5 separate regions of the Mus musculus genome follow, and all the other regions are linked to region 3. A link is a contact called in public promoter capture Hi-C data. All regions are on one chromosome and are shown on one strand. Each heading gives the region's core, a stretch centred on a gene start, on an enhancer-like site or on the middle of the called end of the contact. The rest is flanking DNA. Distances are from core to core; before and after follow the strand shown. Region 1 holds the start of Hoxc13 (homeobox C13). Region 2 holds the start of Hoxc8 (homeobox C8). Region 3 holds the start of Dnajc22 (DnaJ heat shock protein family (Hsp40) member C22). Region 4 holds the start of Hoxc11 (homeobox C11). Region 5 holds the start of Hoxc5 (homeobox C5).

Region 1 (4,345 bases), core at 548-3,047, 3.8 Mb after region 3:
ATTGATAAGCTGATCTGCCAGGGTTTCAAGCTTCTTTTGTATTTTTCTTCTTTGCCATCCCAGTACAAAGCCTGCTTTCAAAACTCCGAGGAGGACTCACTTCTGGATGAAGACCGACCATGCTGACAAAAATTCCATTTCTTGTCCTGACTCACCAGGGCCTGGGGCTGTCAACCGTCAGAGACCACCTTCCTCCTTTAGGGGTCTTGAGGCAGGCTCCAACATTTGCCTCCAATTGAAAGGTCTAGGATTAGTCTTGATGGGTGTTCACAGTTGAGAGTCTGTGTGAACATCAGCACCCAGCATTTAAAACGTGTGGCAGAGGCAAGAAGGAGAGAGACACCGCAGCCCCCCTCTCTCCCTCTTTATTATTTTTTTCCTGCTCTCTCGCTCGCTCTTTATTACTTCTTCTCCTCAGGGAGGGGTATGTGTGAAAGGGAGCTTGGCACAATTCCATGGAGATGCCCCTCTGCAAAGGGGTGACTCTACTGAGGCCCTAACCAGTGGGGGGGGGGGCGCAGAAAAAAGTGAGTGTTATAAAAATCAGTAACTTGGTGCTAATTTGTTCTTGACATAGAAGACAGTTCGGGATCTAAGTACTCTGCCTGAACAAGAGTGATCCTGAAAGGAAACTGGGAATAAGGCAGCTTAAACTTAAGCTGCCTGGCTCCTTAGCGCTTATCACCCCATCAGCCCAAGCCATTGAGGAGGGGGGGTGGTCTTGTACTTGTATGTTTGGAGTTGCACCTGTCAGAAGTCCCTTTAAAGAGCGGCAGGTTTTCTCTGCTTTCTACAGTTCCTTGTGTGAACCCAAAGAGACTCTTGCAAGCATCCCGGCCTTTCCTTTTGCTCAGTCAGAATCTGCTTCTGTTTCTTTGAGAGTGGGGGCGGGGGGAGTCTCCGGTATCCCTTTTGTATGCTGAAATGGCAATCTGTCCTTCTGCCCCTCTCCGTTAGCCTCTGCTTCTCGCTGAGTGTATTTCATCATTTCTCTCCCCACATCGGGACGAAGTCTGCATTTGGGAAATCCAATCGCCCAATCATGTCTGATACAGGAGAGAGCCCTTTTCCAGACAAACTGGGGCTTTGGGGAAAGCCTCTGAGGTCGGAGTTTGAGACTCTGGTTTCGGCACCAAAGGCTCGGTGAGGTCCTTGTCCGCCGTGAGCTGACTGCCACAGCTGGAGCCTTCCTAGCTAGATTTATTATTATTATTATTACTATTACTATTATTACTAAAATTCCAGGTTTGCCTCCATTCTCAGCTCCAAGCCCCAATTTAGAGACTTCGGTAGTCAAAGCCATCTGTTTGAGAACCGGAGCCTCTCAGCGTCTCTCAGTCCAGAGCCTAGGAGGAGGAGCCATCCTCTTCTCCCTAGGTCCCTTTGCGTCGGCCAAATTAAGCCTCTCTGCCCCCCTCCCCTAACAAGGCTTGCCTAGGGGGCGTTGCCCGTCCCTTTAAATCTCCCAGCTCTCTCCTCCTTTTCCTTTCCAGTGAGCCAATCAACAAAGTTCTCATTTCTTTCCGCCCCGCCCCATCTCCCGGGGAGGGAACCCCAGGAGACCCAGGCTTAGCATCACGTGCAGCGGCTGTGGTCACGTGGGAACCAGGGGCGTGCTATGGTGAGGAGGGCGGGAGTCGCCGGATTTCTTAATGAAGTGTGTCCGCATGCGTAGTGGGAATGCGGCTAGGGAGGGGGAAGCACCGGGGGGGGGGGTGGCGGGGGGAGGAGGGGAGGGGTGGAGAGAGAGAGAGAAGGGAGGAGGGATGGGGGAGGGAAAAAGAGAGCGAGGTGTCTCCCTAGCTCGCTGCCTCTGGCAAGTGGAGTTTTTAAAAAGCTGGAGCAGATCATGTCATGACGACTTCGCTGCTCCTGCACCCGCGCTGGCCGGAGAGCCTTATGTACGTCTATGAGGACAGCGCGGCGGAGAGCGGCAGCGGCGGCGGCGGGGGAGGCGGCGGCGCGGGCGGCGCGGGGGGTGGCTGCAGCGGAGCGAGCCCCGGCAAAGCCCCGAGCATGGACGGGCTGGGCGGTAGCTGCCCGGCCAGCCACTGCCGCGACCTGCTCCCGCACCCTGTATTGGCCCGCCCGCCGGCTCCTCTGGGTGCCCCTCAGGGCGCCGTCTACACGGACATCCCAGCCCCGGAGGCGGCGCGCCAATGCGCCCCACCGCCGGCGCCCCCCACCTCGTCCAGCGCCACCCTGGGCTATGGTTACCCATTTGGGGGCAGCTACTACGGCTGCCGCCTGTCGCACAACGTGAACCTGCAGCAGAAGCCTTGCGCCTACCATCCGGGGGACAAGTACCCAGAGCCGTCGGGCGCGCTGCCTGGTGACGACCTGTCCTCCAGGGCTAAGGAGTTCGCCTTCTACCCCAGCTTCGCCAGCTCCTACCAGGCAATGCCCGGCTACCTGGACGTGTCGGTGGTGCCTGGGATCAGCGGGCACCCGGAGCCGCGTCACGACGCGCTCATCCCTGTTGAAGGCTACCAGCACTGGGCTCTTTCCAATGGCTGGGACAGTCAGGTGTACTGCTCCAAGGAGCAGTCGCAGTCCGCCCACCTCTGGAAGTCTCCCTTCCCAGGTAAGGAAGGGGCTTGAGCGGCGGCGCCGCCGCCGCCGCCAGGGACCCCTCCCCGCCCTGCCTGCCCCGCGGCTCCGCGCCTCAGCCACCCCCGCCGTCTGGCCCCGGCGCGCCGGCTCGGCTAGGCTGTCGATGGAGCCGGCCGGGCGAGCTATGCTGAGGAATGCGCTGGGGAAGAAATCTGCTCCGACACGTTCCCCGGAGCTGCCGGGTCCAGAGTGAAGCAATCAGAGGCGCCCGAGCGCCGGCTCGGCTCGGCTCTGGTCGGGAGCTCGCCTCCTCCTCCCCCAGCCTGCTCCAGCCTCATTCAGGGATCCTGGCCCCTAAATCCGCTTCCAGCCAGGAATGGGTTGGGGTTGGGCCTCTGGTGTCTTGGAACTTAGTCCAAAACCCTCAACCCAGTGGATAGTTGGGATTTGGGGAGAGTATAAGAACCTTTACCTTGCCCGAGTTTTCAGGAGCTGTCAACCACCAGATACTATAGCATTAAAATGGGGATCTAATTCTCCAGAGCCTATAGAAATGTACAATTTTTTTTCTTTTTAAATTTAACCATGAATGTTTTATAAGAGCACAGAAGAGATTTTTAAAAATCTCTGTAGAGGGAATGTGTAAGATTTGAATCCTCTCCTGGAATGCAATTTTTTTCTTTGCCGCTCTGGTACACAGTTTTAATCCTGTGAATCCACTGCCAGATCCTCCAAGTGAGATTTACTGGCATTCCAGACAGAGAAAGGGGTTCTAAAATGGGAGGTGGGAGAGGCAGACCTGTGCTGTGGTCCGGGGTCCAGACCACTCTTGTCTGGCTGTGTATGCAAGAAGAGAGCACTCTTGTGTTGTTCCTCTGTGGCTGTCTCTGAATAGGAAAGGATTCCATACCGCCCCCATCACTCCCCAGAGGAGAAAGACCGGCCCAGATTTCCCAAAACTGCATCAGAAGCTTTGGGTTCCACTCTGATCTGAGAGATAAGGATTTGAGGGTCTAGAGAAGCCAGCATTTGGGTCTACTCTTCCTGTACAGAGCTCAGTGGGAGACAGACAGTCCTCTTTTCTAATAGCTTCAAAGATCCTTGAGAGTCCAGAGAAGCCTAAGATAGCTTCCCACTGTGTGCAAAAGGAGCCCCCCCTAGCCTCCCATACCAGGCCTGGGATTTTTCATTGGAAAGATCAACCCAAAGAACTCTTTACGGTAGGCCTGAAATTCTTCTGCATCCGGGATTGGGTGGAGAGGTAGATGGAGAAGAATCACTGAATGATATTATAGAATGTAGCAAAAACATTCTGAAAAACAGCACAAGGTCACTTGTTATAAGTCAGTACCAGAGCTAAAACCACACAAGGCACCCTATTTCTCACAGCCAGAATCAAGGACATGGTTGTGGTACAATTGGTACCATACACCACCTTCTCCTCATTGACTATAAGATTTTTTTTTATACTATACAAACGTATTCATGTGAAGCACAGACTGATACATATCTATAAGATAGACTGTTCATATGTAGGCATTCCATAATACACTTATAGAAAATAGGCTGCCCTTCACTTCTCTAGCTCATAAGACAGAAAGCTTCTTAAATGAAGGTCCAGCAGGAATCCTTGTGGTAGTGGAATTAAAGGGTCACTGAAAGAGAGCCAGTGGACTGGGAATCCGGTGCTGACCCTGCTCACTGTAGGTAAGGACTCAGGCCTAGAGCAAAATCAACGTCTTTGGAATGAAGAGTGTACCTAAAAGAGCTGCTGTGGCTTTCCTGTATAGGC
Region 2 (4,889 bases), core at 432-2,931, 3.9 Mb after region 3:
TGCCATTCTTTCTTTGATGACTAGAGCCAGCCCAGAGTTGTCTCATATGGGCAGAAGGAAAGGAAAAGATCTGGTTTTCTAACCAAGTCCTTCCTTGCCTAACCTGCAAACCTCAGGATGTGGGGTGTGGGCAGATCAGATGGATTTTTTTTCTTGATACAAAAACCTACAAATGTATATGTTTATCAAGCACTATGTGAATGTGCCTGGTGTGCATATGTATGTACAGGTCTGTAAGTCAGAGTGGCCACTTCCAGAAATGAGTATGGGTAGTGTAAAATGAACTAGCACTTGGTGTGTCTCTTTATCCCGGGATAAAGAGACATACATACATACATACAGTACATACAGTGTGTGTGTGTGTGTGTGTGTGTGTGTGTGTGTGTGTGTGTGTTTGGAGTGTGCTCCAAGGTGGCCTCACATACTGTAGAGGAAGAAGACAGGGGGAAAAATCATTCTTATTCATCTTCATGAGCACAATAGCCCACACGCACACATTGTTCTTATGCTTTCTTCTCTTTTCTCTCTGAATTAAGCCCACATAACTGCAAACACCATGGCCAGAGAAGGGTGTTGGTTATTTTTTTTCCATTAGAATTAACTTGAATTTGTCCAGTCTTGGGCATGGGGATGCTGCCCCCGCCCAGAAAGTGTGGGTAAATATTTAAAGAGTGTCTGTTGACAGTTCCCTTCCACATCCTGGCCTGGGCAGCCTGCCTGGAGAAGGGCTTGTGTGTGCAGGGAATCCTGAGGGCCCCTCTAGGTTGAGCTGGCATTTCCTAAGGGATGGTGGTTTATGAGAACCAGTAAGAGGTCTACTCTTTTGCACCCTTCAGTCCAGCTGTAATCTCCAAAAATGAAATCTCTTGAGTTGGGCTAGACAGAAACCTGGGCACACAAACTATTCCTTTGAGTCCCCATAAACAGCTTTGCTCTCAGGTTCTCCCAGCCAAGCCTATTGGGGTTCCCTACTCCTTGGAGAGGTTGCTTTCTATAGGTCATGCTGAGGCATATAGAGTGCCCCCCAAGAGCAGTCAAGAGACAAGAGTCCCCAGGATATAAAAATGACAGAGCAGCTCCAGACCTTGAAGAGAGACCAGAGGCTGGAGATTGTGCAGGCTGAAGGGTTTGGGGTACATGATCACCATGCTGGGCTTCTCAGAGTCCTCAGACTTAAGGAACCTCAGAGAACTCATCTTTTGGATTGCAGGCTCAGCCCTGACTTACTAACTCTCACCTCCTGGGGGTCCTCTACCTGTTGAGGTAACCTGAGTTGACCTGATGGCTCAGGTATCTCTCAAAAAGGAAAGAAAAGGGGGAACACCTTCAAACTAGAGTGCACACCTTGGAAAAGCTGGCCTTGTCCATTAGCTAGGGCTGGCTCACCACCCCCTACACACACCACACCCCCATTCCTCGCCTCTCCTCCCTCCCTCTCCTCCAGGTCCCCCCCCCCAGCCCTGAACCCCCTCTCCCCCAGTCTCTCTCTCTCTCTCTCTCTCTCTCTCTCTCTCTCTCTCTCCCTCTCCCTCTCCCTCTCTCTCTCTCTCTCTCTCTCTCTCTCTCTCTCTCTTGCTCGCTCGCTCGCTCGCTCGCTCGCCTGTCTTCATGTCGTGGATTGATGAACGCGAATCGCGTGTAAGCGCCGCCACCGCCGGGAGTCTGAGGAATTCGCCTGGGCTGTTAGAGGAAAGAGCTAAGTGAGAGCGCGCGCTCTACCTACCGACAGTGAGCAGAGAGCTGCAGCCGCCCGAGCCCGCAGCCGGCACCGCGCCCCCACCTGCCCAGCCCCCAGCCCAGCAGTCCAGCCCGGGGGAGCCGGCCAGCTTGGGGTTCGGTCCCGGGGGGAGGGGAGTTTCGGGGATACCCGGCGGGGGAGCGTGATCCAAGGGGAGGGGGCCGCGGGTTTTCATGTACCCAGCATGAGCTCCTACTTCGTCAACCCCCTGTTTTCCAAATACAAAGGCGGCGAGTCCCTGGAACCGGCCTATTACGACTGCCGGTTCCCTCAGAGCGTGGGCAGAAGCCATGCGCTGGTGTACGGGCCCGGCGGCTCCGCGCCCGGTTTCCAGCACGCCTCGCACCACGTCCAAGACTTCTTCCACCACGGCACCTCCGGCATCTCCAACTCGGGCTACCAGCAGAACCCATGCTCGCTGAGCTGCCACGGAGACGCCTCCAAATTCTATGGCTACGAGGCGCTCCCCAGACAGTCCCTTTATGGGGCTCAGCAAGAGGCGAGCGTGGTGCAATATCCCGACTGTAAATCCTCCGCCAACACTAACAGTAGCGAAGGACAAGGCCACTTAAATCAGAACTCGTCTCCCAGCCTCATGTTTCCATGGATGAGACCCCACGGTGAGAAGCCTTTTCTCTTTCCCCCTTGGTCTCCCGCGCTCCGGGGTCTTCCCCCCTCCCTCGCCTCCTTTTTGTCTGCCCTAGCTCGCTTTCCTTCCTGGCTTTGGGGGTCTCTCCCACTCCACTCCCGTGCCTGGGTGGGTTCCTGGGAGATTGAAAGGCTTGGCTGGGGGTGGAGCGTGGGGTGCCTGAGACATTGTGCTTGTTGGGGTGAAGGTGGGGGAAAGGTGACTTGTGGGTGCAAAGGGTTAAAAATCGTTTTCTCTATTCCTTCTGTCTCTCCTTCTTCCCATCTGTAAAGCCAAAGTTGGGGAGATGGCTGGCAAGGACACCCTAAGTAAACTGAGGTTATCAGTCTTTGGGGTTGGTAGCCAGTTTTCCCAAAGACATTTCCCAACGCCAGCCATCCCAAGACAGTGACCAGACTGTTGGGTGAAAAGGAGACCCTTTGCTATCTCCCCCTAGTCAGGGAGAGGGGCAAGACCTCCCCTCTCCCAAGGACAAGCATTCTGCCTCTCTAGGATTGTCACTTCTTCCCCTCAGAGAAGCAGCCTGAAGGCCACTACCCCAACTTTTCTGTACTTCCTCCAATTGAAGAGAAGACTGAAAGCCCGAGAAGAGGAAAATGATTGCTCAAAAGGAGAGAGGGGTCATACCAAGTAGGGGCCTCTGAGATCCAGGGTACTCGAGTCAGGCTACCCGCCAATCAAGAACTATGGAGTCTCTTGGAAAGCTGTTTAGGTCATGAGCCCCTCCAAGGGTGGCCCTTCATGGCCCAATTTCGAAGTACAGGGGGAAGAGATAACGACAAGTTCCGGCAGGGATGGCCCTTGATTTATTTTTGGTCTCCAGTTAGCAATCAGGCAGAGCAGTGATACATTCCAGAAGATCAATTATTTTTCTTATTGGAAAAGCATTAGTCAGAGATCGGCAAGGAGGGGGCAATTGGCACAGCCCCCTCTCCTTTAACCCCAGCCCTTTTCCTTTCTTTTGGAAACAGATTATTTCCCTAGGCCGCCTCACTAAATGCCATTCTGCACTTGTAAACAAAGCTGCAAGGGCTAAGCTGTAGGCCTGAGGGACCCTGATGGCTTCCTTGTCCACCTCAAGCCCTTACTTTTCAGACAACCACGTCCCAGCCCCCACCGTCACCCACCTCCCAAGGTGAAGGAAGTCAAACCAAAACAGCTATGGAAACTTTTCCTGCCCTTGCTTGCCTTCTGCAGTCGGCCTTATCGGCAGGAGGGAGGGAGAACTGGGAATAGCAGAGAGGGAAGTTTGTGGGGCTGTGTTGGGGGGCGGAGCCCCCACCCAGACATAACCAGACTGGGGTTCTGTTCTGTTCAGCTCCTGGGCGGCGCAGCGGTCGACAAACTTACAGCCGGTATCAGACCTTGGAACTAGAGAAGGAGTTTCTCTTTAATCCTTATTTGACCAGAAAGCGCCGGATTGAAGTCTCTCACGCCCTGGGACTGACAGAAAGACAAGTGAAGATTTGGTTCCAGAATCGAAGGATGAAGTGGAAAAAGGAGAACAACAAGGATAAACTGCCTGGGGCCCGAGATGAGGAGAAGGTGGAAGAAGAAGGGAATGAGGAAGAGGAGAAAGAGGAGGAGGAAAAGGAAGAAAATAAGGACTAAGGAAAAAAAGAGAGAGAAAATCAGCCCCCCCCCCAGCAACTCCCTTGAAGTTTCGTTTTATGGTAGCAGATAAATTGAGAAGTTTACGACTGTCATTTGCTTTTATAGAGAATAGAATGACACTCACAACTCTAACTACCTGTCAGATAGTTGCAGCTCTGCTTTTATTACCTTTGGGCTTCCCCCACTCTTTATTTGTCTGGGGGTTGGGAGGGGGAACCTGAGACACAGGGAAAAGTTCTGTTCTACTCCATGCCCAGCATACACTCTCTTGTTCCTGCTCCCACCTTCTGAGCCCTTCCCCATAAAGTCTAACCCTTCACACACACACACACACACACACACACACACACACACACACACACACACACACTTCTCTCCACACTCCCTCTTCACGGTGCTTCTCTGGTATTTATTTTAAAAGGGATTCCCCTGAAGATATAGAAGATGATTCCTGGCTTTGCTTGTATGCTGGGAATTAGAATACTGGATAAACAGTTTTTTTTTAATGAAAAGAAAGAAGGAAAAAAACAGGAAAGGGGGAAATGAAAGGAAAAATTAAAAAGAAATAAAAGATAGCAAAGAAGATTCCCCTCCCCCTCTGAGGCTCTTTCCTTAGAAAAACCCCCTTGACTTTCTCCAGGAATCTGCTGGAAATCAAGGAGATGTGGGTTTCTCTACCCACCTCCTTCCTGAGGGGTCTATTAGAACTGGCAATGGTCTCTGAAATCCTACCTATCCATCCCATAGTCACTTGGGTCCATGCCTTCCTTGCCTTGCCTTTGCTGTTTGATCTTTTGGGCCCCCGGCTTCCTCTGAGCTGTGTTAGTGTTTGTGCTCAGAAGTCACCATAATCATGAAAATAATATACTGATAATAAATCTTTAACAT
Region 3 (4,422 bases), core at 1,132-3,631:
GCGGCTGTCACGGAGCCGACAAGCTGGGCTGGCGGGGAGGAGGCGGGCGGGGGAGGTGTTGGGGGCGGAGGGGGGCAGCTGGAAGCCAGCGCAGTTCTCGCTCAGTGGGCGCAACAGATGTTTGCAGAATAGAGGAGCGACAAGGTGGTCTAGGGTAGCGAGCGGCGCCGGGGTGAGGGGACCTGGGCACACTTAGGAATGAGAGTGCAAACCTGCGACGTGAGCAGGCGCTGGAGGGCGCCGGCCAGAGAGACTGGGGAAAGGCTAAGCAACTTTTGGTCCTGTCTGGTCATCGCCTCGGCCTCCAGTACCTGCCGCGTTCGGTTGGGGAAACCGAGGCAGCTGAGACCGAGAGAGGCCTGGAAGATGAAAAATCGGGGACGGTGGCGAAGGTTGGGGTGGCCATCAATTTCCTCACGGGTTTCTGTATCAGCCAAGGCCAGCCCTGGGCCAGTGGCGGGTAAATACGTTACTATGCCCTCGACAGCTGCTCACACGCTCCCCTCCCTCCCGCTTCAGCTTGTCAGATTCCCCCCACCCCCACCCCACCTCCCACCCCGAGCCAGTTTATAGAACAACAATTTGGGGAAAACAATCCCGGCCGAGTGACGGCCCCGTAATTGTGACAAAGTGAGTGCGGACGGCTGGAGAGAGCGTAGGGCGGGAGCGAGGCAGGGCGAGGCGCAGGCAGGGGCTCCTCTCGCCCACCCTGTCACCCCTGTTCTCATTCCGGTCACCTCTCATCCCTCTCCTTGACTCTTCCTCAATTCTTCTTCTCTAGGTCCCCTGTGCCTCCCTTCTCGTTTCTCCATCGCTCTGCCCTCTCCTCACAGTAATGGTCCTCCTCTCGCCCCTCACCCTCCACCACCCTCCTCCAGATGTGCCTTTTCCTCGCTCATTTCTCACTCTCTTCTCCGTCCTCCACTCTTTTCTCCATCTTTTTCACGCGCTTACATTGCCCTTGGGTCCCAGGGCTCTACGGCAAAAATCTGCTTCGCTCCCTCCCCAGTCCGTCCTTTCTAGGCTGGGCCCGAAGCCTTCATCCCTTTCGCGTTTTTGGACACTTCTGGGCCCCTCCTGCGAGCAGGAGACCTGGCTCCCCGGGGTCCCCTCCCCCTCCAGGCGGTTCGCACTGGGCTCCCGGCTCCCGAGCGAGTTTGTTTGTCCAGCGGCGGCGGCTGCTTCTGCCCGCGCTGTTTGCCAAGCTTAGCGCGCCGCCGCGCAGAGCGGGCCCAATTAAGTCTCATTCATTATTCAGCGCCCCCGTCCGCCCCCCGTCCCCAGCCGTGGCTGGGTTGTCGTTTTGTCGCCCCTCCTCAGCCCTAAAGGGGCCATATCTAGTCCCCAGCTAGAACTAGACGTTGGAGGGAGCTAAAACATTCTGCCCACTGTTGACAAGTGACCCTAAGTGAAGCCCACCGGCTCCATCCCTACCTCTAATCAAGCCTGGGGAATTTCGTAGATCCAAGCTTCTTTTAAAAGAAACTGAAGCTCAGGAAAGGGTGTGACTTGGCCAAGGTCACGGAGCTGCTCGGGGATTGTAGCCCGGGATGTTGAAGGCATCTTGTAAGCCAGCTCCATTCCAGCGTCCAAGCGAGAAGGCAGGCTCCTCTCCCCCGAGTCTCCCTGGGTTTGCCCTTACTCTTCTGATGGCTCGCCCCCACCCTGTATCCCTTGCTGGTGTGGGTTCCCCCCCCCCCCTTTGCTTCAGGCTACAAGGGTCTGAACAGCTTCTGGCTCTATGGATTCTGGGCTATGCAGGCTCAGACTCCCAGGTCTGGCTGTGGAGTCCCCTAACTGGAAGGCCTGGAAGCAAGGTAGTGAGGCAGAATTGCGGGTCTTGAGGGGCTCTCTCCTTCACCTCTGAGTGGATGTCTCTCCTTTAAGAAATTAGACGTGATCCTATAATGGCCGTCTTGGAGTACAGAGAGAAGCGAGACAGGGATCACCTCCCATTTGTGGCGGAGAGGAGAGGAAGTCGAGATTTTTAATTTTATTGATAGAGTCGCCCTTTTTCTCCCGCCAGGTAGCTGCACGGTTCGGACAGCTTTGACCAGGAATGTCCCAACCTTGCAAAAAGGAGATCTGGGACTTTTGGGGACCCTCCCTTCCGTAAACGGCAGCGCCATCTGGCGGTGTTAATGAAGTGCTGCAAGAGGTGCGCACTGCCGGGAGTGGGGCGCGGTTCCAGGCCCTACAGTGTAAAACTGGGTGAGTCTGGGGAAAGCTTCCCGTAGAGAGGGCGATCAGAGCCCAGGAACACAGGACCGGAAGGTGGCTACGAAGGGGCTGACCAGGGCTTTCGGGGCGGGGCCTGCAGGAGGTGGCCTGACTTCAAACACAGTCACCCAGCACTGAGGGACAAAGTCCACTTGTGTGGAGGTGAGAGCAGTTACAGAGGGGCCATTTTGAATCTGTGTTCAAAGGCAATGGCTGTTCTGAAGCAGCCTGGAAGCCTGGGCTGCCAGGTACTGCGGCCCTGCTGGGACTGCCTGAGGGTGAGTTTGCTTGAAGTAGGTAAGACGATTGGCAGGCAGATTTGATATTCTGAGGATTTTTGCGGCCGCTTTGTAGAGTGCCTTCGATCTGGTTGATAGGGATAGGATGGCTGGGCTGTGGGGTGCTAAGGTCTGGGTCAAAATGTTCTCCAGAACGTTTAAGTGGAAGGAGTTCAGGGTCCCTTTCAAATTTGGCTTGTGGGAGAACGGCATAGTCTGGGGAGATGGGAAAGCTGGAAAGGGCTTTGGCCGAGTTACAGAATGCACCCGCTTACACACACACACACACACACACACACACACACACACACACACACACACACACACACACGATGTTAAAGGAGTGAGTTTGGCTAAGACACTGGCTTTCAAAGGGGTTTGAAACAGTGAAAAAGTATTCTCTTCAGCCCTTTCCTGTGAGCCATTACTATTCCAGAGTCTAAGGGGAGGATAGAAATTTAAGCTTCTTTTTTCCCCCTTCTTATTCTTTCTCAATTTTACTTTATGTACACGGGTGTTTTGCTTGAACCTTTGTGTGTGCACTGCATGCACTCCTGATATCCTTGGAGACCAGAAGAGGGCATCTATGAGCTGCCATGTGGGTGCTGGGAATTTAAACCCCAAGTGACCCCTGGGTCACCCGTTAGTCCCAAGCTTTTGAGTTGTTGTTGTTGTTGTTCAGGCACCTAGTTCTCAGTGTCCCAACTTAAAGTCACTTAAAACATTCTCTTCCTGGGGGTGGAGAGATGGCTCAGCCGGTTAAGAGCACTGACTCTACCTGGTGGTTCACAACCATCTGTAATGGGATCTGATGCCCTCTTCTGGTGTGTCTGAGCACAGCTACAGTGTACGTATGCATAATAATGAATAAATCTTAAAAACAAAAACATTCTCTTCCTTGGACATGGTGGCACATGCCTATAACCTCAGCACTTGAGGAGGTAGGGGCAGGAAGACCAAGATGTCCTCAGCTATGGCCGCATAAGACCAGTTTGGAACGTGCAATAAGACTGTGCCTCAAATATCAATAAATTAATAATAAATAAATGAAAATATTTTAATTGAAGCATTTCCTCCCTTAAATATGGAGTCACTGTGATTGTAAATAACAGGACTGGGGTGCTAACGGAAGATAGGAGACATCTAGTACCTGAGAGACCCCGAGGTAGGGCTAGCTTGATTTTTATTACTGCTGAGCCTTTCTCCTTGCTTCACCTCTCAGGCCTAAGGATGACCCTCCAGACTGCAGTGATTCTCACAGAGGACCTTGAGATTTCTGCAATTTGATCAATGTCAAACGCCACTGGATTTTCTCTGAGACTCTTGCCCTAGAGGATGGCCAAAGGGCTGCTGATGACCTATGTCCTTTGGGCTTTGGGGGGTCCTGTTGGGCTCCACCACCTGTACCTGGGAAGGGACAGCCATGCCCTGCTCTGGATGCTCACCCTGGGAGGTGGTGGGTTGGGCTGGCTCTGGGAATTCTGGAAGCTCCCGAGCTTTGTGGCTCAAGCCAACAGAGTCCAGAGTTGGAAACAGAGGCCGGAAGAGGAGAGACCACCTCTCAGTCTCCTTCGCTTTGCTTCCCAGATAGTAGTGGGTGTCTATTTTGGTCTTGTGGCTCTAGTCAGCCTTTCTTCCATGGACAACTTCTATATAGTGGGCCTCCCACTGGCTGTTGGCTTAGGGGTCTTGCTGGTAGCTGCTGTTGGTAACCAGACCTCAGACTTTAAGAATACCTTAGGAGCGGCCTTCCTCACGTCCCCTGTGTTCTATGGCCGCCCCATAGCCATCCTGCCTATCAGTTTGGCTGCCAGCATTACAGCCCAGAAGCATCGACGATACAAAGCCTCAGCGGGGTCAGAGACACTTAGTGTGCGGCTCTACCGCGTGGGCTTGGCTTACCTCGCCTTCACCGGCCCTCTGG
Region 4 (4,673 bases), core at 389-2,888, 3.9 Mb after region 3:
GGGGCTTTCAGTGATTCATCCTTCAACAAAGAAAATCAAATTAAATACACTTTAAAGCGGGAAAACCAATCTGAAGGCGGCCCTGAGGGTGGGGGAATGGTTTAGACTACCTTTGGTTTTGTCTAAGAGTACAGGGTTGAGTTGCTCTTTTCTAAAATGTTATGTCCTGACAGCTCCTTCTTAGGACCAAGGTTACTGCTGCTTTCTGTTTGTGCCAGTTGTTTGGGCACCATGGATCCAGCCCAGAACATTTCCATAAAGTTATATTCAGATGCCCAGATGTATGTTGTAATAGCCAAAGGGACTGGAGGTTTAAGGAGTCATTGAGTATTCCCCTATGGACACAGCGGTCCAGCAAGGAGGGTTTATAGACTTGGAGAAGGGCAGGGTTGGACTGAGATGTAGAGAAGAAATAGGAGTGAAAGAGGCTGGGGACTTCAGGCCCTACCCTGCCTACTTTTTGATTGGTATTAGAGATAGACACCTCTACCCACCTAAGCTCCCCAAATCATTAAAAAAAAAAAAACCTCTCCAAATGTAGTTCCCTTAGCATACATCCTGCCTGGACCTTATTGCCAGCCTTCTTTTCAGCCTATTAGCTGAAGCTGAGCTCCCAACCCGAAGGGCCCCAGATAGAGAAGATAGATGACTCTCACTCTAAATCTTTTTCTTTGGGGTTTGGGATTTTAAAATCCACAGTGAATGTAGCTTTCTGCACATTGATTGACAATAAAGGCAGGCATGAAATATTCACCCAGGGCCACTCTCTCATACTAAATATTTAACACAACATTAGAGAAGGTTTTTCCCAGACTTCGCCAGGCACCGGCTGGGCGGCTGGCGCACTGCTCACCACTGGTTTATGACTAATAGGAGTCCCTAGCCAGCGGCAGCACAGCAAGCTAGACAAAGTTGGGACACTGGCTCATAGCTGGGCTGCCTCACCTTTGGGAAACTTCAGATACTCTTCCTGGGAGCCTGTCCTATAAGGGAGCGCACCTTATTCTGGTCAGGAAAGTAATATAAAGGACTTCTTATGAACAAGCTCTGATTCTTCAGGTAGAGGGTTAAGAGTCCCTGAAACTTGTTGGGAAGCATCCAATATTTCCGGGGAAATCAGGCAGGAAAAGACCCTTTCTTTTACCCCCCGCCCCCCAGCTTGTCATAAGGAGGGGACCAAGACCCCGAAACGGAAAACCCTTCTCCTTCCCCCAATCCTAGGGGGGAAAAGAACAGCAGTTAAAAAAAAATACAATTACCCCCTCCCAGCCACCGCCCCCGCCCATCCCACCGCCCACCCCACCCCAACCCTCTCTCTCTCTCCTCCTTTTCTCGCTCTGTGGAATGGAGAGGAGGGGAGTGACGAGAGAAAAACGAATACAAATCTGCAATTGATTTTCATAATGTTTCTGCGGTGTTTGCAAACCAATCGCCTGAACGTCCCCGATCTTACCTAAGAGAGAACCCCTCCTACGTCTGCGAAGTGCTCCGAACTGATATATGACAATATCTACTTTGGATCACGTGCTCGGGGAGAGAGACTAAGACGGATAACGCGTCATCTCGCCTTCCCAAAATTTCCCCCCTCGCTAGATCGGGTCCAAAACCTCCAGCCGGAGGAGGCAGGAGAAGAGAACGATGTTTAACTCGGTCAACCTGGGCAACTTCTGCTCGCCTTCGCGCAAGGAGAGGGGCGCTGACTTCGGCGAACGAGGGAGCTGCACCTCCAACCTCTATCTGCCCAGTTGCACTTACTACGTGCCTGAGTTCTCCACCGTCTCTTCCTTCCTACCCCAGGCTCCCTCTCGTCAGATTTCTTATCCCTACTCAGCCCAAGTGCCCCCGGTCCGGGAGGTCTCCTACGGCCTGGAACCGTCCGGGAAGTGGCACCATCGGAACAGCTACTCGTCTTGTTATGCGGCGGCCGACGAGCTTATGCACCGGGAGTGCCTGCCTCCTTCCACAGTCACTGAGATCCTCATGAAAAATGAAGGCTCCTACGGCGGCCACCACCACCCCAGCGCCCCGCACGCGGCCCCCGCCGGCTTCTACTCCTCAGTCAACAAGAACAGCGTCTTGCCCCAAGCTTTCGACCGCTTCTTCGACAACGCCTACTGCGGTGGGGGAGATGCGCCCGCCGAGCCCCCCTGCTCCGGCAAGGGCGAGGCCAAGGGGGAGCCTGAGGCGCCCCCCGCCTCGGGACTTGCGTCCCGGGCAGAGGCCGGTGCTGAGGCCGAGGCCGAGGAGGAGAACACGAATCCCAGCTCGTCCGGTTCTTCCCACTCGGCGACCAAGGAGCCGGCCAAGGGAGCCGCCCCCAGTAGGTAGCAGCGGCCGGGAACCCGAGGGCAGCGAGGGAGGGAGCGGAGAGGGAGGGCTGGAGTAGTGGGGGGGGGCAGGGGAGCGCGGACAGCCTCGTGTTTTGGGTCAGTCTGATTTTATGTGGAGTTTTATAAGCATTCAAAGGATTTTATTATAACCTACAAAGCCCTCTCTCCCAACGACTCGACTTTTTACGATGGAGAAGGGGTGGGGAGGGAGGGAAAGGGGCTCTTTGGAAAAGCCGGGTGAGCCCCCCTCCTCCGTTATCTCCCTCGGTCTGTGAAATTTTTAAAAGTGCCACCATTGCGGGCGATATTAACTTTGATCGTGAACTTAGAGGAGCGTTTAAGAAAGGATGGGGAGTCGGACTGCTGGGGGGTTGGGAGGGAGGGGAGGGGTGGAGGGGGAAAGGGGAGGGCGAGGGACAGACTGGGAGAAATCCAGAGAAGGGGAGAGGTAAGGAACAGAAGCGACGCGGCAGAACTGGAGTCCAGGGAAGCTCTCCAAGGCCGCTCCTCTTCTTTTTAAAACGACTTTTAAAAATGTTCAAATTACGTGTTCGCGGGTCTTTGAGAAGAAACCGGGGCAAGCCGGGGTTTGGCGGTGGCAGGAGAGTGGGGAAAGAATCAGAGATTCCCTTGCTCTGCAGGGGAAGGTAGCGGTGGCTCTCCAGGGTCCGAGGCCTCTCTCTGGGTAGGCCCAGCCTGACTGTACGCAAGCCTGGGGCAGGCAAGCGGCTGGGTGTCCCAGGGCGCCAGGGCACCACAGGAGGCTCGTAGGTGTCCTGCTACCTCTACGGGCTAGTTTGCTCCCGATTCCTCACTGCTCTCTCCTGATCTCACTCCTTCGCGCCGATTCTCCGCGGTTCCCTCCGATTTCTGGAGGAAGGGATCCTGGATTTGCAGAAGCATTAGGAGGGCGGCTTGGAAAGGGCAAGGGCAGCGACCAGGAGCAGACAGAGCACCCCAGGGAAAGCACGTGGCTCAGGCAGGCTTTCCTCCACCCTCAGACCTTGTCAGCTAGGGCTCTGGCCTGAGGGGCAGGGGGAACTAGGTTCTCAGTGAACCTGGCGGTGGGATCAAGGCTTGCCCCAGCGCAGCGGATACGGAAGAGGAGCCGCCGGCCTAGAGGGAGGGCTGCCCGGCAGCGGGACTGGGAGCTGTGTAGCTGAGCTTTCAGCGACTGGGTTGGCTGGGGTCTCCCGGGGTCTCACGTGTCTCTTTCCCCTCTCCTCGCACTTGCCCTTCCCCTCCCTCCAGACGCCCCCCGCACCCGCAAGAAGCGCTGCCCTTATTCGAAATTCCAGATCCGGGAACTGGAGCGAGAGTTTTTCTTCAACGTGTACATCAACAAAGAGAAGCGGCTGCAGCTGTCCCGGATGCTGAACCTGACAGACCGACAAGTGAAAATTTGGTTTCAGAACAGGAGAATGAAAGAAAAAAAACTGAGCAGAGACCGGCTGCAGTATTTTTCAGGAAATCCACTGCTGTAACTGCAGACCTGACCCTTTGGGGTGGGAGGGAGGGAAAGAGGGAAATTTATTTTATTTTATTTTATTTTTTATTTTCTAACTCGTCTTTTTTTTTTCCGCGGGTGGAAAACTGGACTGTGGCCAGGGCTGGCCCCCCAATGCCGTTACTGGCACTTCCTTCTAGAACCTCCTTGGCCTTGGGTCTAATTCACTGTAGGGAACAGAGACCCAGCCTGGAAAAGGAGGTGAGGGAAGTGTCTGACCCGTGGTTAGTGGACCCCGTGGCGCCAGGGCCCCAAGACTGTTTATTTAAAAGAAAATACACCTTACAACAATGTCTTGCTGCTCGGATTGGGTGAGAGGAGGGGCGGTCACAGTGGGCGCCAGAGCCGAACAATCCTTGAACTCAAGTCTTCCCTAGCCCAAGTGAAAAGATCCACTGAGCCACCTTGTCTGCAAGACCTCCCAGGCTCCCCGCCCCCACCCCACCTTGCCCCAGGGTTAGGGGGCAGCTAAATGTGATCCTGCCTTGCTGTGAAATCCCTGTACGTTTGACCTGGTGTTAGGTGTGCAAAGTCCAAATCCTACCTCCGTCTGCGCCTGGCCCCGCCTGAGCCTAATTGTTCTCGCCCTAAATGTGTAGACCCCTCTTTTGAAAACTCCTACCTGGTGCATCGAATTGTCCTAACCTTTTCCCAGGCAGTGCCCCACCCCCACCCCTGCGGGTTTATTGCTAGTCTATGAAGTTCGTACCTCTTTTAAAAGAAACAGGATTGAGGTGGAAGGGGCATAGGAAGATGGGGTTGGGCACCTCCCTCTAGCTGGGGTCTGCATTTATGTAAATATTTTTCATAAGCCTCTCTACCTGGAGAGGAAGGGG
Region 5 (4,954 bases), core at 425-2,924, 3.9 Mb after region 3:
GGCCGGCTGTTGTGAAACCTGGCTGAGGCTCCCTGGCAATCCAAGGACCTCAGGAGTCCGTCCGCAGAGACTGAGCGATCCAAGGACGACTGGAAAGAGAAAGACTGGAAACTGAGTTCTGGCCTGTTCTGAGACTCCTGACCCGCCAGACAAAAGTCCTTCTTCCTTACAGCCCAGCCTATCTGGTTCCTGCCTCTTCTCTCCTCAAACCTGGCGCATGAGGGGCACAGTAGGACCCTAACCCTTTTTCAGATCCAGCCTTCTTTCCCCAAGGCTCAGCATAGAAACCTGAGTGGGCCTAGGGGAAGAAGTGTGGGTGGGAGGTCTCCCGGAGGGGGAAAAATCGGTCTGAGTTTTCCAGACTCTCCAGGTCCCTGCCACCGCCCCCCTCCTCCAGATCCTCGGCCAGCGGGGGTTGGGGGGAGAGTTCTGGCAGAGACTGAGAGTTCCTCAGTTCCTGAGGAAATGTGGGCAGTAAAGAGTAGGGTCTGGGACTAAGAAAGGGGATAGGACCCAAAGGTTGAAGAAACCCTGGCCAAAGACTGTGTCTGGGTTGCCCGACTCCCTGCCTGCCCACCCACCTCCCCATGAGCCTTCTATCTTGAAACCTGGGCTAAGAGCTTACCTCTAAAAGAACAAAAGCAGACTTTTATCTCTGCCTTGCTCATAATATTTGTGGAGGTTTCAATCTTGCCCCTCTATGCTCTTGGGGGTCATCTGAAATATCTGGCATTCTCATGGTACCACATGAAGACCACACAGAGCTGTAGAAGGGCCCTCCAGTTCATTGTGTCTAGTTACATGCATAGGAATGTTGCCTCTTGCAACATGTTAGGGTTCCTAACATTGTGAAGTCTACCCAAGTTCACCTGGCCCCTCACCTCCAGTCACATCCCAGAGAGTACCTAGGACTCTCAGCCTCAGGACCTGTCTGCTGCTTCTGCTCATTCAGGAACCCTCTCTCCTCTTGGGTATCCTGCCTACCTCCCAGAGGTTAATTTTTCCAAGCATACAAGACAAGCTTCTCTTTATCAAAACTGAGTTCAATCCTCCCAAGCAAGAGACCTTGACCTTTAGTTTAGGTAACCCAAGATATGTCCTCCTGGCTCTCCACGCTGGGCTTTAGCTACCCCAACTCTCTTTCTCAGTCATCATTGAAGTTTGGAAGGCTCTGGAGGTAGGGAACTGGCACTATTCGTTTCAAAAACCACCGGTGTAATTCATAAATAAGGCCTCATCCTTTCTCAATTTTAAGCAGAATTTTAAAGACAAGCTCAATGGGTTAGTTTGTCCAACAAGCAACAACTTCTCCACAAACTGACTGCTAGAAGGCCAAGCGATGCTACAAGATGAAATTCCTCCGAGTCGGCACCAGGTGTCGCTGTGAGCTCGTTGTCCCGACTACCCCCCAATTCCAAGAACCATTTTTTTTTCCTCCCCCTTGCTTCTCTTTCTCTTTCATCCCCCCCCCCCCAACCCCCGGGCTTTGCCAACATATCAAGATGCGTTTCGCCGGCTTCCATCACTAACCTCCCGGAGGTCATCAAGCCAAATTTATGAGTGGCCGCTCCAGTCACGTGACTCTATTTAAGGCTCCCTTATTTGGGAAGAGCGCATAGGATAAAGAAAGAGATATCTCCACCTATAAATTGTGCACTTTGGAGAACAAAAACCCCCTCAACTTCAAAGAGTCACAAATCACCCTTAATCAAAAAGGGTGCAGAAATTTTTTTTGGGCCCTCCCCGCCATGAGCTCCTACGTAGCCAATTCATTCTATAAGCAGAGCCCCAATATCCCTGCCTATAACATGCAAACTTGTGGGAACTATGGATCGGCCTCAGAGGTGCAGGCATCCAGGTACTGCTACGGCGGATTGGACTTAAGCATCACTTTCCCACCGCCTGCGCCTTCCAACTCTCTCCACGGGGTAGACATGGCTGCCAACCCCCGGGCTCACCCCGACCGCCCCGCCTGCAGCGCCGCGGCCGCTCCGGGACACGCTCTGGGCAGAGACGAAGCGGCTCCTCTGAACCCTGGGATGTACAGTCAGAAGGCGGCTCGCCCGGCGCTGGAGGAGCGAGCTAAGAGCAGTGGGGAGATCAAAGAGGAGCAGGCGCAGACAGGGCAGCCTGCCGGACTGAGCCAGCCACCGGCCCCGCCACAGATTTACCCGTGGATGACCAAACTGCACATGAGCCACGGTAAACTTTAGGACTTCATTTTGCGCGCTCGGGTCCGCCTGGGTTTTATAGGCCATGCGGGGCAAATAAAGAAAAAAAACCTGCGGCCATAAATTTTACGATCCAGGCATCAATGGCTCGTAAAACTGTCCACTAAAAGGCTTAGAGGCTGTGTGCGCCCAAATTTACGACGACATAATTGGATCATAGGAACAAAACGTGTATAAAAGGCAATATTCAATTTTGGGGGGAGAGGGAGGGAGTTAAAAAAATAGAGGGATCTGAAGGGTGAGGAGCATGGGGCTCCAGAGTGGGGATCCCCCCGCGGCTCCCTCCCTCCCTCCCCTGCGGAGCCGGCTCGGCCAGTGCTCGCGGCTCCGGAGGATTCCAGCGACTCGGGAGGGGCGGGAGGGGGGTCCCCGGTGCTCGGATCTCGAGGGTGCTTATTGTTCGGTCCGAGCCTGGGTCTCCCTCTTCCCCCCATCCCCCCTCAGCCCCTCCGGCCGCAGAGTGAAGGCGGCGGTGGAAAGTTTCCTGCCCAGGCGGAGGCGCTTCTCCCGGGACCGGGCCTGCCCGCCTGCGGCCCTTCTGGCCTGTCCCACCGCGCTCACCTCTACTCCCTCCGACCACGGGTGGGGCCTGGGACTAGGGTGGGACGTTGGAGTGCTGCACGCTATTCATCCCTCCCTGGTTTGGGGGAATTTATGTTCCAGAGACGGATGGCAAGCGGTCCCGAACCAGTTACACGCGCTACCAGACCCTGGAACTCGAGAAAGAATTCCATTTTAACCGCTACCTCACTCGCCGCAGGCGCATAGAGATTGCCAACAACTTGTGTCTCAACGAGAGACAGATCAAGATCTGGTTCCAGAACCGCAGGATGAAGTGGAAGAAAGATTCCAAAATGAAGAGCAAAGAAGCTCTTTAGAGGAAGCAGGGAGCCCTCAGAGAGCACCCCGGTCTGCTGTGGTCCCTGCGCCCTTCCTTTTCGGTTTTCCTCCTTCTAGATTTTGAGGCGGAGGCTAGAGCACTGGCTCCGGGCCTCCCAGACAAAAGCGCATTTCTTTGGCATTCCGAATCCCCATCGACCCAGGGTTCCGCAGGACCGCCTGCACTGCCTGTCTTGCCTCAGCTCAGCTGAGCACCCCAGGCCCGGGGCACATTCTTGTAGGGCGGGTACTGGATAAGTCTCAGCCTGGGCTGCCTCTCTCGGCTCCGAGCCCTAGTTCAGCTAGCCTGAGTTAAGGTGAGACAGACTGACTGTAACCCCTTCTCCCCGACCTCCGCCTCACCCTCTTCTTTGTTCCTGCCTAGGCTGACCAGCCTGCTGAAGGCTGGTTGTGCCAGGCAGAGGCTATGACTAGCTAGAATCGGGGTGCTTTCAACTAACCTTTGTAACTTCTAAACTGTCTTTGCTCATTAATTATTTGCATATGAAAGAGGGAGATAAGTGAAAGTGGGCCTGTAACCCCGGAGGTTGTCCTATGCTCTCTATACCTTCCAATCCCCTTCCCAAAGCCCGGGAACTTCCCTAGCCTGGCTTGCTGCATGCACTCTCAGGTTCACAGTTCCAGCCTGCTAGCTAGCTCAACTATTGGGGTCTCTTGTCTTTGGACCCTAGCAAGTTGTTCTTTGAGGCTTTTTGCTATCCTATATATCTTGCCATGACTTTCTCACCTTCCTGCCCCATTGCAGTTGCCCAACTATTTATTGACTCCAAGCCCTTCCTGAAACTATATTTTGTCATATCAAATAAAGCCAGAAAAAGAACAGGACTAAAGATTCAATTACTTCTGTCTGTTTAGGGCATGCATTGAATTGATGTGTCTAAATAGGCTCTGAGATGTATTGGGAGGCCCAGTCTTTAAACCATCCCTTAAAAAATATTTTTAAACACCTTTAGGAGCAGCAAGAATAGGGAACAATGGAACTGAGTTCTTTTCTTGATTCATGGTTCCAAGAAGGGCCTCTGGGGTGAAGGGGAGTACACTTGAGGACTCCTGTACTGTTGTTTCCACTTGCTGTGTGTGTCTAAGTTACCCAGACTTTTCTATATCCTATTCTCAACGTTGGCTAAAACAACTTGAGACTTGAAGCTTCTAGACTGTAGTCTGTACTTTATGCCAGAGAATAGTAGCTCTGTGGCTCCACTGACTTAGATTCAGGCTCTTCTGGGTCTAGGTCATCCTTGTAGGTCCTTTCTGACATAGAAGAAAGGTTGAGTCCTCTGTCTAGATGCCAGAAGGATTCGCAGCAATAGTAGGTGCTGCTTGGTAAAGAGGTGTTGGGGAAGGAGAAATGGCCACGGTTTGAGATGTTCTTCAGCCTTCTAAGATATGGGATGGGGCAAGGGGGACTAAGGAGACAGTGAATGCAACCTGCAGTGTGTGCCTGCCTTAGAGAAAACATACAGACTGCTCCCTGTCTTCTAGGGTCTAAGCCAATGAAGGACAGTTAACTGGAATAAGAGCTGTATAGATCAGTGTGGGAGCCATGCCTGTTTGCTGTCATCTATCATATCTCTGAGATTTTGTATACAGGGGGAGGGTGCCCTATAGGAGAGGGTATGCAGCTAATTCAGGTGGGGCTGGCCTAGGCTGATGCGCTGCTTAGCTCCACTCCAGGCTCCAGGACTTGTTGAAGGAGGAAGTACTTTACAGGAGAAACAAACGCACGGAATGGGCCCATAAAACCTTACTGCATTTCCTCTCCAGCCTTCCACAATGGGGTGATTTCCTGGAGCCAAGCCTAGGCCCCCCACACTGGAGGAGTG

What was found. Promoter capture Hi-C pulls out the DNA fragments that hold promoters and counts their contacts.
Region 1: a contact with region 3 is called in a promoter capture Hi-C map of embryonic stem cells. The contact joins the promoter of Hoxc13 here to the promoter of Dnajc22 in region 3. A contact is called at or near these places in 1 of 39 promoter capture datasets (embryonic stem cells) and 1 of 484 Hi-C or Micro-C datasets (embryonic stem cells).
Region 2: a promoter capture Hi-C map of embryonic stem cells shows a contact between it and region 3. The contact joins the promoter of Hoxc8 here to the promoter of Dnajc22 in region 3. A contact is called at or near these places in 2 of 39 promoter capture datasets (embryonic stem cells and maxillary cranial neural crest) and 2 of 484 Hi-C or Micro-C datasets (both in embryonic stem cells).
Region 4: a contact with region 3 is called in a promoter capture Hi-C map of embryonic stem cells. The contact joins the promoter of Hoxc11 here to the promoter of Dnajc22 in region 3.
Region 5: a promoter capture Hi-C map of embryonic stem cells shows a contact between it and region 3. The contact joins the promoter of Hoxc5 here to the promoter of Dnajc22 in region 3. A contact is called at or near these places in 2 of 39 promoter capture datasets (embryonic stem cells and maxillary cranial neural crest) and 1 of 484 Hi-C or Micro-C datasets (embryonic stem cells).

Annotation. Positions count from the first base shown.
Region 1 is chr15:102,919,334-102,923,678 of GRCm38.p6, forward strand. Hoxc13 (homeobox C13) reads left to right here and starts at 1,798. Exons shown (of 2, transcript NM_010464.2): 1 at 1,798-2,584. The coding sequence starts at 1,855.
Region 2 is chr15:102,988,858-102,993,746 of GRCm38.p6, forward strand. Hoxc8 (homeobox C8) reads left to right here and starts at 1,682. Exons shown (of 2, transcript NM_010466.2): 1 at 1,682-2,358; 2 at 3,706-4,889. The coding sequence starts at 1,923. The coding sequence ends at 3,998.
Region 3 is chr15:99,097,103-99,101,524 of GRCm38.p6, forward strand. It overlaps Dnajc22 (DnaJ heat shock protein family (Hsp40) member C22), which reads left to right and starts at 2,382. Exons shown (of 3, transcript NM_176835.2): 1 at 2,382-2,498; 2 at 3,721-4,422. The coding sequence starts at 3,834.
Region 4 is chr15:102,952,888-102,957,560 of GRCm38.p6, forward strand. It overlaps Hoxc11 (homeobox C11), which reads left to right and starts at 1,639. Exons shown (of 2, transcript NM_001024842.1): 1 at 1,639-2,320; 2 at 3,582-3,814. The coding sequence starts at 1,639. The coding sequence ends at 3,814.
Region 5 is chr15:103,012,334-103,017,287 of GRCm38.p6, forward strand. It overlaps Hoxc5 (homeobox C5), which reads left to right and starts at 1,675. Exons shown (of 2, transcript NM_175730.5): 1 at 1,675-2,202; 2 at 2,895-4,954. The coding sequence starts at 1,749. The coding sequence ends at 3,109. It overlaps Mir615 (microRNA 615), which reads left to right and starts at 2,577; the gene lies at 2,577-2,668.